Regions from separate parts of the Mus musculus genome. Here region 2 is linked to region 1. Evidence: chromatin contacts called from public HiChIP or PLAC-seq data. All regions are on one chromosome and are shown on one strand. Each heading gives the region's core, a stretch centred on a gene start, on an enhancer-like site or on the middle of the called end of the contact. The rest is flanking DNA. Distances are from core to core; before and after follow the strand shown. Region 1 holds the start of Sdcbp (syndecan binding protein). Region 2 has its middle 18 kb from the start of Nsmaf.

What was found. HiChIP or PLAC-seq counts read pairs in DNA pulled down with a chosen protein or histone mark.
Region 2: a FOXA1 HiChIP or PLAC-seq map of pancreatic cancer cells shows a contact between it and region 1. The contact joins the enhancer-like site here to the promoter of Sdcbp in region 1. A contact is called at or near these places in 1 of 39 promoter capture datasets (the C10 cell line), 4 of 115 datasets of contacts at active chromatin or transcription factors (effector CD8 T cells, memory CD8 T cells, microglia and 1 more) and 3 of 9 other capture datasets (adipose tissue, liver and pancreatic islet).

Annotation. Positions count from the first base shown.
Region 1 is chr4:6,363,287-6,368,187 of GRCm38.p6, reverse strand. It overlaps Sdcbp (syndecan binding protein), which reads right to left and starts at 2,508. Exons shown (of 9, transcript NM_001098227.1): 1 at 2,429-2,508.
Region 2 is chr4:6,469,465-6,474,776 of GRCm38.p6, reverse strand. No RefSeq gene overlaps it. Among named protein-coding and RNA genes, the nearest start is that of Nsmaf, 18 kb to the right of the region's middle. Within about 2 kb of position 1,771, at least 24 of the 459 cell types and tissues checked have an H3K27ac peak or open chromatin away from gene starts, as enhancers often do. A contact at or near this core is called in pancreatic cancer cells, where this site is marked.

The sequences.
Region 1 (4,901 bases), core at 1,259-3,758:
GGACCTTGGTTGTCCAGAGGGACAAAAGACAATCCTTGTAGTTCATATAATGTGTCAAAGAACATACCTGAATCAATCCTAACAGAAATTCTGTGACCACATGGAATGAACACACCACACACACACACACACACACACACACAGTGAAAGAGAACTCACTTAGGTCAGGTCCCAAGAGAAGTATTTGACTTTAGCTAATCTTCAGATAAAAACTACCTCAGGCATAAAAAAAAAAAAGTTCCCAGGAGTGGGGGCAACGACTGGACTGTAAAAAAATAAATAAACCAAACATCCCAGGGGCTTCTGATGATCAGCCACTGAGACCTGCGCCCATATGTGTCACAGGTTAGTATAGGGTCTATAGAGGGGAAGCGGTTACCCTTCATTACAGCTGTAAGAGGAGCTGGAGCTGTTGTGATCTGTTGTGATGTGACAGGAGTCTTGCAGGGGGAGAGCCTTCAGCTCGGAAACGTGGAAGGAGGTTCTGCTTATTCTCCGTCAGGAGTGGGGCCCAGGAAGGTTCAGACCATGTACACTAGTAGGGCACACTAAGAAGGTGACAAAGTTAAAACTGTAGAGTTGTTGTGAGTCTGGGCCCCAGGGGCCTAGGTTCCTGGCAGGTCTGTATGCAGGAGCTCCAAGGAACACATGCTGTTCAGTTCCCAGCACCCATTCTTGGGGCAACTGACAAAACCACTAATTCAACCCCACAGGCACGCTGACTCTGGCCTCTCCACTCCCTGCACTCCCCATCCCACTCCCACGTATGTACACACACACATACACACACACACACACACACCATTTTTTAAAAAGCTAGCGGAAAGAAACTATCATTTTTTAAATATAGTTGTTCAAAGCCTTTTACAATTTTAAGAAAGTTAAGTATAAGAGGAGTAACTCCTACAATTTAGACATCTGCTCCAATTATAACTCCAGACACAGTAAGACCGCTTCATGTCTTTAGTTGACATGTACTTGCAAAGGGTGACAATCATACCTACTAGCTTGGTCACAGTGACACTGACCAAAACACAGCCAAACTTAACCATAACTGAAAGTTATAATCCAAAATGTTATTACTAACTGGAAAAACAGACACATACAGCAGAAAATCATGCCTTCCTCAGTGTTAAACTGAGGGAAACATATTTACATGTCTGACCATAGAGGCACTATCTGAACCAGTACCTAAGACCGTAAAAGAACTGGCCTGCCAGAGGAAATATGGCTGGCTGGTGGGCACAACCAAAGCCTATGCCAAGCACAGGGGAGGTTTTATACTGTATGCTCTACATTTTAAATGCTTAAAATTTTGAGCCATATGTTTACTAATTACATCCTTAAAAGCTAAAATTTTCAGTAAGTGTTGCAACATTTGGCAATTAATAAGTACAAGGAGAACGATTATTAAATGTATAAGTATTTTAAAGTGTGTGGGTGTCTTTTACAGTCTCTGGATGTTTACTACCTAAGAGAAAGTGGCAAAAATGGGGGGAAGTCGGTGAGCCGTGCTCATTTTAAAGGGCTGCTTAATTCAAAAGTGCATCAAAATCTTAATCAGCCCTTTCTTGTTCATGATTTTTAAATCCTCTTTAATAGATCCAGCACAGCTAAAATCTGCTTCCAAAGTTAAGTGACTCTGGCTATAATGGAGTAATTGTTTACTGAGCCTTCTCGTCATTCCATTTCCTTATTTCCTGGTGCAAGTCATCTGATCAGTAATACTTACGTACCACTTAAGACCTACCAGTTTAAGGACCTAAGTTGTTAACAGGATGAAAAGGCATATTTTCTGCTTTGTCCTATCCTCACATCGGGAAAATGAGAGTACAAATCTGCTGAACTATATCACCTTGACATTTCAAAAGTAAGACAATTGACCAGGGCAGCAGCTATTTTCAATATAACTTTCGTTCTTAAACATTTGTTCTCGGTGTAAAGCGTGCGTGTTAAGAATTTAAAACTCTACACTTTCTAAGTAATTTACCTAATGGAAAACAAAACAAAACAAGAAAAAAAAAAGCTATGTGTCGAAGATAGGACGAATACAACAAACGATCCCACACACTCCACGGCTCCATAACTGCACTTCTGAAACTGGAAACTTTCCACGTCTGTACGCCTCCCTCCGCCCCGTATTAGAAGGAAATCCTCCAAGGAGATCTGAGTCACCAGACCTCCGGAGACCGTTCCTGGTGCACACACCCCGCTGCAAGCCCTGGCCCTCCCTGCCCCCTTCCAGAGCAGCGGCTCCGCAGCTAACCGTTGTCACCTCCGGTCCGTCGCGCCCTGCCAGCCGTCCGGAAGCCGCTGAGGACGCCACCGAGTGCGGGCGAGGACCCGGCCAGACCCACCCGGGGCCCGAAGCAGAGCGCCGGACCAGCTCCGAGACCTGCCGGGGCCCGGGACCCCCGCGGCCACTCACCTGCCCCGAGGACCGCGCCGCTCCTGCTGCCCGCTCCAGCTCCACACAACCGAACCTCGGGGCCCGCCCTGCGCGTCATCACCGCCCCCGCCTTCCGCCGCGCAGGCGCAGGCGCACGCGCCGTCCCCATGACAACGCGGCACAGCCCGAGCGACCACCAGCCCACCCTCCCTCTACGAAATCCTCCCAACTCCCGGCTCCAGCCTCGGTTCCCTGGCAGCCCCCGCCGCCTTTTACTACCCTTTGTTCCCAGAACGAATGCTCATTGGCTGCTGACTGTTACTCTCGGTGTTGAACACACACACACACACACACACACACCCTGAAATAAATAAAACCCACATTCTAATCTTAAAAACACGGACTATGTGCTTTCTGAGAGTTGATGGTGCTGATAGGGGAATCCAGATGTTTGGGGTGTACATGAATATGTGAAACTGACAATATCTACACCAGTCCATGGCTGAGGCCATTTCCTAGTAACAGTATATGACATCATTGGCATGCAAGCAATTGTCTATCTAAATTATTCATCATCACAGTCATTTGAAATTTTATCTCTGGTAAAACAATAAGCATTACATGACAAGAGGAATGAAAATGTGATGCTCCAGGGAGAATATGGCTTAACTGATGAACAACTTGTAAAACGAGTTACGGGATGGAAAAGGAAGAAATACAGTTCTATTCACAGCTGGCAAGATTATCTATGTAAACAAAGAGAAAATAAACACCAGTAAGCAGAATAAGCAGCTACAGCAAGGTTGCTACGATACACGGTTAATATACACACGAGTCAATTACTTTCCTATCTGCACGAAATGAGCAATTGGAATTGAATATTAAAAATATATCAAGATAAAATACTTAGCTACAAGCCTAGTTGAATGAATATCTGTGTGAAGGAAAACTCCTAATTAGAATTTCATGCTGTGGAAATAAATAGGTTGGAATGTCGAAAGTCCAGAGGAAGATCACCATATCTTGGGCTAAATCCTGGCCCTCCAGAACAGCCATTCCTTGTTTCCCTGTGTCTAAACTAACATCTTGTGACAATAAACAACAGGTCTTTAGAATCTATTGAATTAGCAGGCAACTAGCTTCTACCAATCCAAATGCTTAGAATGCCACCAGAAAACACCTTGCGTCTTACAGAAAGGTTCCCTGAACCTCACCCCCACTGCCTTGTCCTGCCTCTCTGAAGTAAGCGCCTATGTATTGTAAGCTTGCCTTGACTGATGACTTCCTCTGTCCTGTAAAATGGTGCACGCCTTTAATCCCAGCACTTGGGAGGCAGAAGCAGGCAGATTTCTGAGTTCGAGGCCAGCCTGGTCTACAGAGTGAGTTCCAGGACAGCCAGGGCTACACAAAGAAACCCTGTCTCAGAAAAACAAACAAAAACAAAAACAAAAACTATGAGAGCTACTTGAGGCTACTTGTTGGAACATAGAATTTGAAGTAACCTAAATCTGTGTTCCCAGGCCATGGTCACTCAAAATGGTTCCAAAATCAACTATCTCTTATCACCTTTAAGATGAGAGCTGCGGTTTCTTTGTGTTGACAGGGAGTTCTAAAGAAAATGAAAGATCTGAGTAAAGTGGGGGACGCCCACCTTTATACATAGGAAGAAAGATTTTATGGAGATGTCAGTTCTGCCCACCATCTATAGATCTCATCCAATCTCAGTCAAAATCCTATCAAGTCATAGATACCAACAAGCTGGTTCCACAGTTTGTGAGAAAAACAAAACACCAAGGCGGGCAAGATGGTTTAGTGGAGTGAAAGCATTTGCTGAAAAACAAACAAAAAAAACAAAAAATACTGTCAACCTGGAAAGAGAGAGCCAACTGGAGATGTTGTCCTCTGACTTCACATGTTTGTGCTGTGTGGCAGGAGAACTGTACACATATACATGGGCACACACACAAACAGTAAATAAACTAATCATAAAGGATGCTGAAGAAGATAAAATATGTAGCTTGAGGGTGTTTTACTGTGGCTACAAGAACAAATTACCAAAGGCTAGGTGGTTGGAGCAACGGAACAGGGAATACCTGTTATATCTTGAGTTACCTAAAGACTTTGGATCTAACAAGGACCCACCTCCTAATGTGCAGATAGCCAACTTCTCATTGCAACTAAAAGACAGGAGAGAAAAACAAGGGGCGATGAGGAAAGAAGAGGGGAAGAGGAAGGGAAGAAGGGCAGAGTTCATGAATCACACTACAGAGTGGGCTTCCTTGTAGGAACTAGAATTAGAGACACGAAAATTCTGTTCATAACAGCAGTAACTCAGTACAAAACTCCTTTGATGGTATAGCATAGTAATCAAGGGAGAGTAGAGATGACAGGCAATGAAGCAGAGAAATAGAATCAACAAATGCACCGAATAGATCTTGACAAAGAAGCAAAGTCACACAGCTGTGAGTTCGACCCCTCTGTATCATGAAGGAGAAGATGAAGAAGAAACAAA
Region 2 (5,312 bases), core at 522-3,021, 110 kb before region 1:
CCCTGTTCTTGAAAGCACTCCTTTCTAGAGCAGTGCTGTTGTTTGTAGCAAGAAAATGTAAAGTTCCTATAGCAACACGTGTAATTATCACTTTTCTCTGAGGAAATAAAGCTTGATTCACTGGCCCTGGCAGCCCCTGTGGCCAGTGAGAAATTCTCTGAACTCTTTAAACTCTTTGTGGGTTAGGCAAGAAGGAAAAGAGAAAAAGGGGAAATCACACACACATACACACAGGTGGGGGAAGGGAATAAAGCAAGACAAGCTCCAACAACTTCACACATGCACATACATACAGATATACATACAGGCAGACAGACAGGCATATTGGGTGGATAGAGCAAAACTCTAACAACTTTATGTTTTCCCTTAGCCCTTTTATACCACATAAAACCAAAGTTTCTAAGTAGGAAAAAGATAACTTCATAGCCATAAGTTATACATTCTCTGATTACAATCACCACAAAAACATATTCTTCAAAATAAGATTGAAATAATTATACAAAAGGAAATTATGACAGGATTATTGATATTCTATTTTTCTTTTGAAACTCATACCTAACTAAACATTGCCCATCTATTTTTCTCTCCACAAATTCCATGTTACCCCAAAGTAATAATTCTTTTGTCACTGACTAACAAAGTATAAGTAAGCTAAGTCTATACTAGCAAGATATTTTCTATGCTTAGCTGATGACAATTTGTATTTACAAAGAAATAGATCATCTAGGTATTAATTTTGATGTCCTATTCAGCTAAACTGGCTAATCATCTATTCTCTATTCTTATATTCACAATAGATTTATTCTTTATTCATAACCCTGTCTGTTTATGGTACACACCAAAACCTATGGCCACATCCCTAGATCACAAGATACCAAAACTCAGACCCAACCCAGAATGAATGTTTTCTTTGGTCATTAACTTGTCTCAAGCCTATTTTTCTCTTCAAAGTGCAGTTATGTGCTTATCATGCATAAAAACTTACTGTACTTTTTTAACCTATGTCACCCTCATTAATCTACAAGTGAGGGGGCACATTCTACATTCTACTCGATTCTAACTTTATTATTATCTTTCTGGTAAAACAACTTAAACTATTTCCCTAAGTTATCAACTTCCTAAACTATTTCCTAAATTCCTTTTTTTTTTTTGGTTTTTGTTTTTTTCAAGACAGGGTTTCTCTGTATAGCCCTGGCTGTCCTGGAACTCACTCTGTAGACTAGGCTGGTCTCGAACTCAGAAATCTGCCTGCCTCTGCCTCCTGAGTGCTGGGATTAAAGGCGTGCGCCACCACCGCCCGGGTTTTTTTAAAAAAATTTTATTACTTATTTATTTATTAGTTTTCCTAAATTCCTAAAACTAATTTTATTTAAGTCAAATCAGGAATTCTGTGAATTCATTAGTTTATCTAAACAATACTATTTTATGAAAATTCATCTTCATATTGATCTGCAGGAAAATTTCCCAATAGAGCAGGCTATTACCCAGGATATAATCACACCAGGCTATAGAGGCAGTGAGGGTCTCCCCGTGGACAACCATGCTAGATGTATGAGAAGCACAGCAATGACAAACATGAGAAGGCACAGCAGCAGCAATAAGCAATCCTGGGATAAAGCCTCTTATGCCTTGCCTATCCATGATACACCATTGCAGCTATGCAAAATGGTGGCCCATCTCCAGGAAGCTCACTTGCCCAGTACAGCTCCTCCTGCATGGTGTCTGCCAAGGTCCTTCCTAGGGACTGGTTGAAAATTAATATCTGTTGGTCAGAACATATATTTACCCTTTCAGAATAAATACTGCTGTGGTTTGAATATGCTTGGTACTCTTAGGTGTGGCCTTGTTGGATGAAGTGAGTCATTGTGGGGGTGAGCTCTGAAGCTCCACCCAGTTCACAACAGTCAGTTTTCTCCTGGCTGCAAACAGATCTAGATGCAGAACTCTCAGCTCCTCTTGCCTGTATGGAAGCTGCCATTTCCCCACCTTGATGATAATGGACTGAACCTCTGAACCTGTAAGTCCTTTATAAGAGTTGCCTGGGTCATGGGGTCTCTTCACCGAATGGAAACCCCAACTAAGACAAGTAGTGATTGTTGTTGCTGTAAGCTTGAAATCAGGTATTTATAATACAGTCCATCAAACAAAGAATCAATTAAACAAGGATAGCTGACACTTGTCCGTTCTTGTTCATTCTTGTCATGTGAAGAGGGAATGCTTTTGAGAGTAGGGTACCACACCTGAGTCACAAAGTGGAGAGCAACTGTGTTGCTAGAGGGAGAGGGCTTATCTGTAGCAGATGAATTGTGCTAAAAACAACAACAGTAGCAACAAAACAAAAAATTAGAGAGTGTGTCTGTTAGTTCTTTCTAAGAACATTTGGGAAATTAAAGTTCCTGAATTCAGATGTATTTCCGGGGTTTAAAAGGATCAGAGAAGCAGTTGGCTTGAAGCATCTGACCTGTGAGCCCAGAGTCAGATTTTAAATTATACTTTGTGATGAAATTAATAGGCATTTCAGTGAATACTTAGATTTTACACAAAACTAGAAATTGAATTATAGGATCTAACAATTATGAGTATATATTGATATTTTAGACCAAATAGCTTTGGGAGTAGTGACCTTGGTGGGAATTGACAACACACAGCCTCAGCTGAGTTAAACATTGCTTTAAATATGTCTTATTTCAGCTTCTAACACAGAAATCCTAAAGAAATCGTTTTGTAAGTATAGTTTTTTGAGTAGCATCAGAAAGCATTGTTGCAGAGATCTGAAACATGGAACAAAGCTCAAAGAAACACTGTAGAAAAAAAGAAAATATGAGGCTGATGTCATGTCCTTAATGAAAATGGAACCCCAGAAAAGTGTTAACAGTAGTCATAGTGCATAAGAAGCCAGGAGAGCCCCACCTCTCTGGCTACAGCTCTTTGGAGTATTGACCCTGTATGCACCCTGACAGCTACAGCACTCAGGTGAGTGAGACCATTCTACCCACCTTGGCAGCATAATAGAGCTGGCCCTGGTAGTATGGGCACAGGAGAGCTATCAGGCTGGTCAACTCAGACTCCACCTATGCCCAGATGCAGGACTCTTGTTGAGGGCAGCATACCATGACATAGATGGCATCTGGGACCCTGAGAAGAAGGAGACACATCCCTCCAGACCTGCCATCAGAAATAAGGAACTACAGCAGGCCTTGGTGGGGACATCTCAAAAGCCCATGGAAGCTCATTTGTAAAAAAGTTCTTCCCATTTCTCCTAACCTTAGCCCTGGACAATGACTGTATAGATTTCGGCCTTGGTGTGCATAATTATTCTATTATATCTTACTTTCCTATTTCCTTCTCCTTCTGCTTTGGTGAATTCTGTGATGTTCCTTGATGTAATGATTTTTTTTGTTTGTTTTTTTGTTTTTTTTTTTTTTTTTTTTTTTTTTTTGGTTTTTTGAGACAGGGTTTCTCTGTATAGCCCTGCTGGCTGTCCTGGAACTCACTTTGTAGACCAGGCTGGCTTCGAACTCAGAAATCCACCTGCCTCTGCCTCCCAAGTGTTGGGGATGTAATGATTCTTAAACAATCAAAAATTGGGGCATAGGGGCACAGCGCAGCATAGTCCTAATGGTCCAGGTACATGCTATGAGTTCTCATCTCAGAAACAATGCAATAACTGTACAATGGTAGTTCCAAATTAATGCTTGACTAACAAAGAAAAGTTTGAAGAAATTATGTTTAGAAATAAATTAAGAAAATGAAGCAGAGCCAATATTATGACCCCGAGAAATAAAAGCTATTGAATTTATGAAATAAGTTTTACACATTTGACAGTGGTTCCTGCTCTCCTTTGGAAATGTATAGATAATAAAATATAGAATGCAGAAAATTATATACTAGTAAAACTAAGTCAAAACACTGGGACTCTTAGGAGAGTCATTGTGTGCAATGTGCAGAAGCAGAAAGCTAGCGGAACTGCTGAGTTAAGGGTTAACTTGGTTCTTTCTGGCCACTGCCAGGCAGCTTTGCCCATGTGATTTATCATTAGAGCTTCACAGAAAAATGCATGTAGTTGGCCTCAGAGCTCTTGAGTTCTGAAGTATAATAAGCCAAAAGTTTAAATAAGTTTACAATTATTATTTTGGCCATGGGCCTGGGATTAGTGGAAGCTTGAAACTTTGGAGAACAATTGTGATTCTTACTTCTTTGTGAGATGTAATCATTCTTTTGAATTTGATCTGGCAATGATTATACAATAACTTTTTTCCTACCTGCTTTTGGAGTAATAATAAAAGACTGGGGCAAGTTAAAGACAAGGAGAGAGTGTGAGGAGAGAGGTGGAGAGAGAGAAAGAGAGAGAGAGAGAGAGAGAGAGAACACATGGGATGTGTGCATGTGATGTGTATGTGTTTCTTACACACCTTTCCAGATATCCCTGCTTCCAAATGAGATGTGTATGTATTTCTTACACACCTTTCCAGATATCCCTGCTTCCAAATGAGAACCTAGATCCTGTGTCGAGGCTAGACCCTGACAGGCTCTGAGTTGACAAGCTCCAGCATCTACCCCATCCAGGAGAAATTGCTACTGTTCACAGATTACCTAAATTCCTGTGGGGTTCTGCATTCTGGAGAAAGGATGCAGTTCATGGTTGCTAGAATTTTGTTCATATAAATGTTTAATGTGCAGATATCCTATTCCTTATAAAATTAAGCCTCTGTTAACCGGAAAAGTTTAAATACATACATACATACATACATACATACATATATATATATACATATATGTATATATATATATGTGTGTGTGTGTGTATACATATATATGTATGTATTTAAATATATATATTTATATATAATTTTGTTCATTGTTCATTTAGTACAAAAAATGTATGTATTGTCCATTTAGTGTTTACATAATCCTGCAATATAAAGTGATTTACTTAACACACCTGTTCTTTAATTTGGATATATGCAGTTAGTTTTCAAAATACTTTACCTGACAACTAAACACTATCAAATAAATGTGATCTATAAGCTCTCTGTGTATAAAGTTTTAATTATTGTTCTTGATTTAAATGCTAGTAATAAATACCTTAGGAACATACTTTTGTTATACTGAAAACTATGTCTACTTATATTTTACTCGCAGACCTATTTACTAGCATACCTGTTAAGCCAATTCATTAAAAATATTATTTTTTAAAGAATGCAAAGATGATACAAAGTTGCAAGTCATGAAAAATAAACATATACTTCCAAATGTCAGTCATTATAAAGAAGGAAAGGACTTTCAGAAGGTTTCAGACCAGAGGAGTGAGC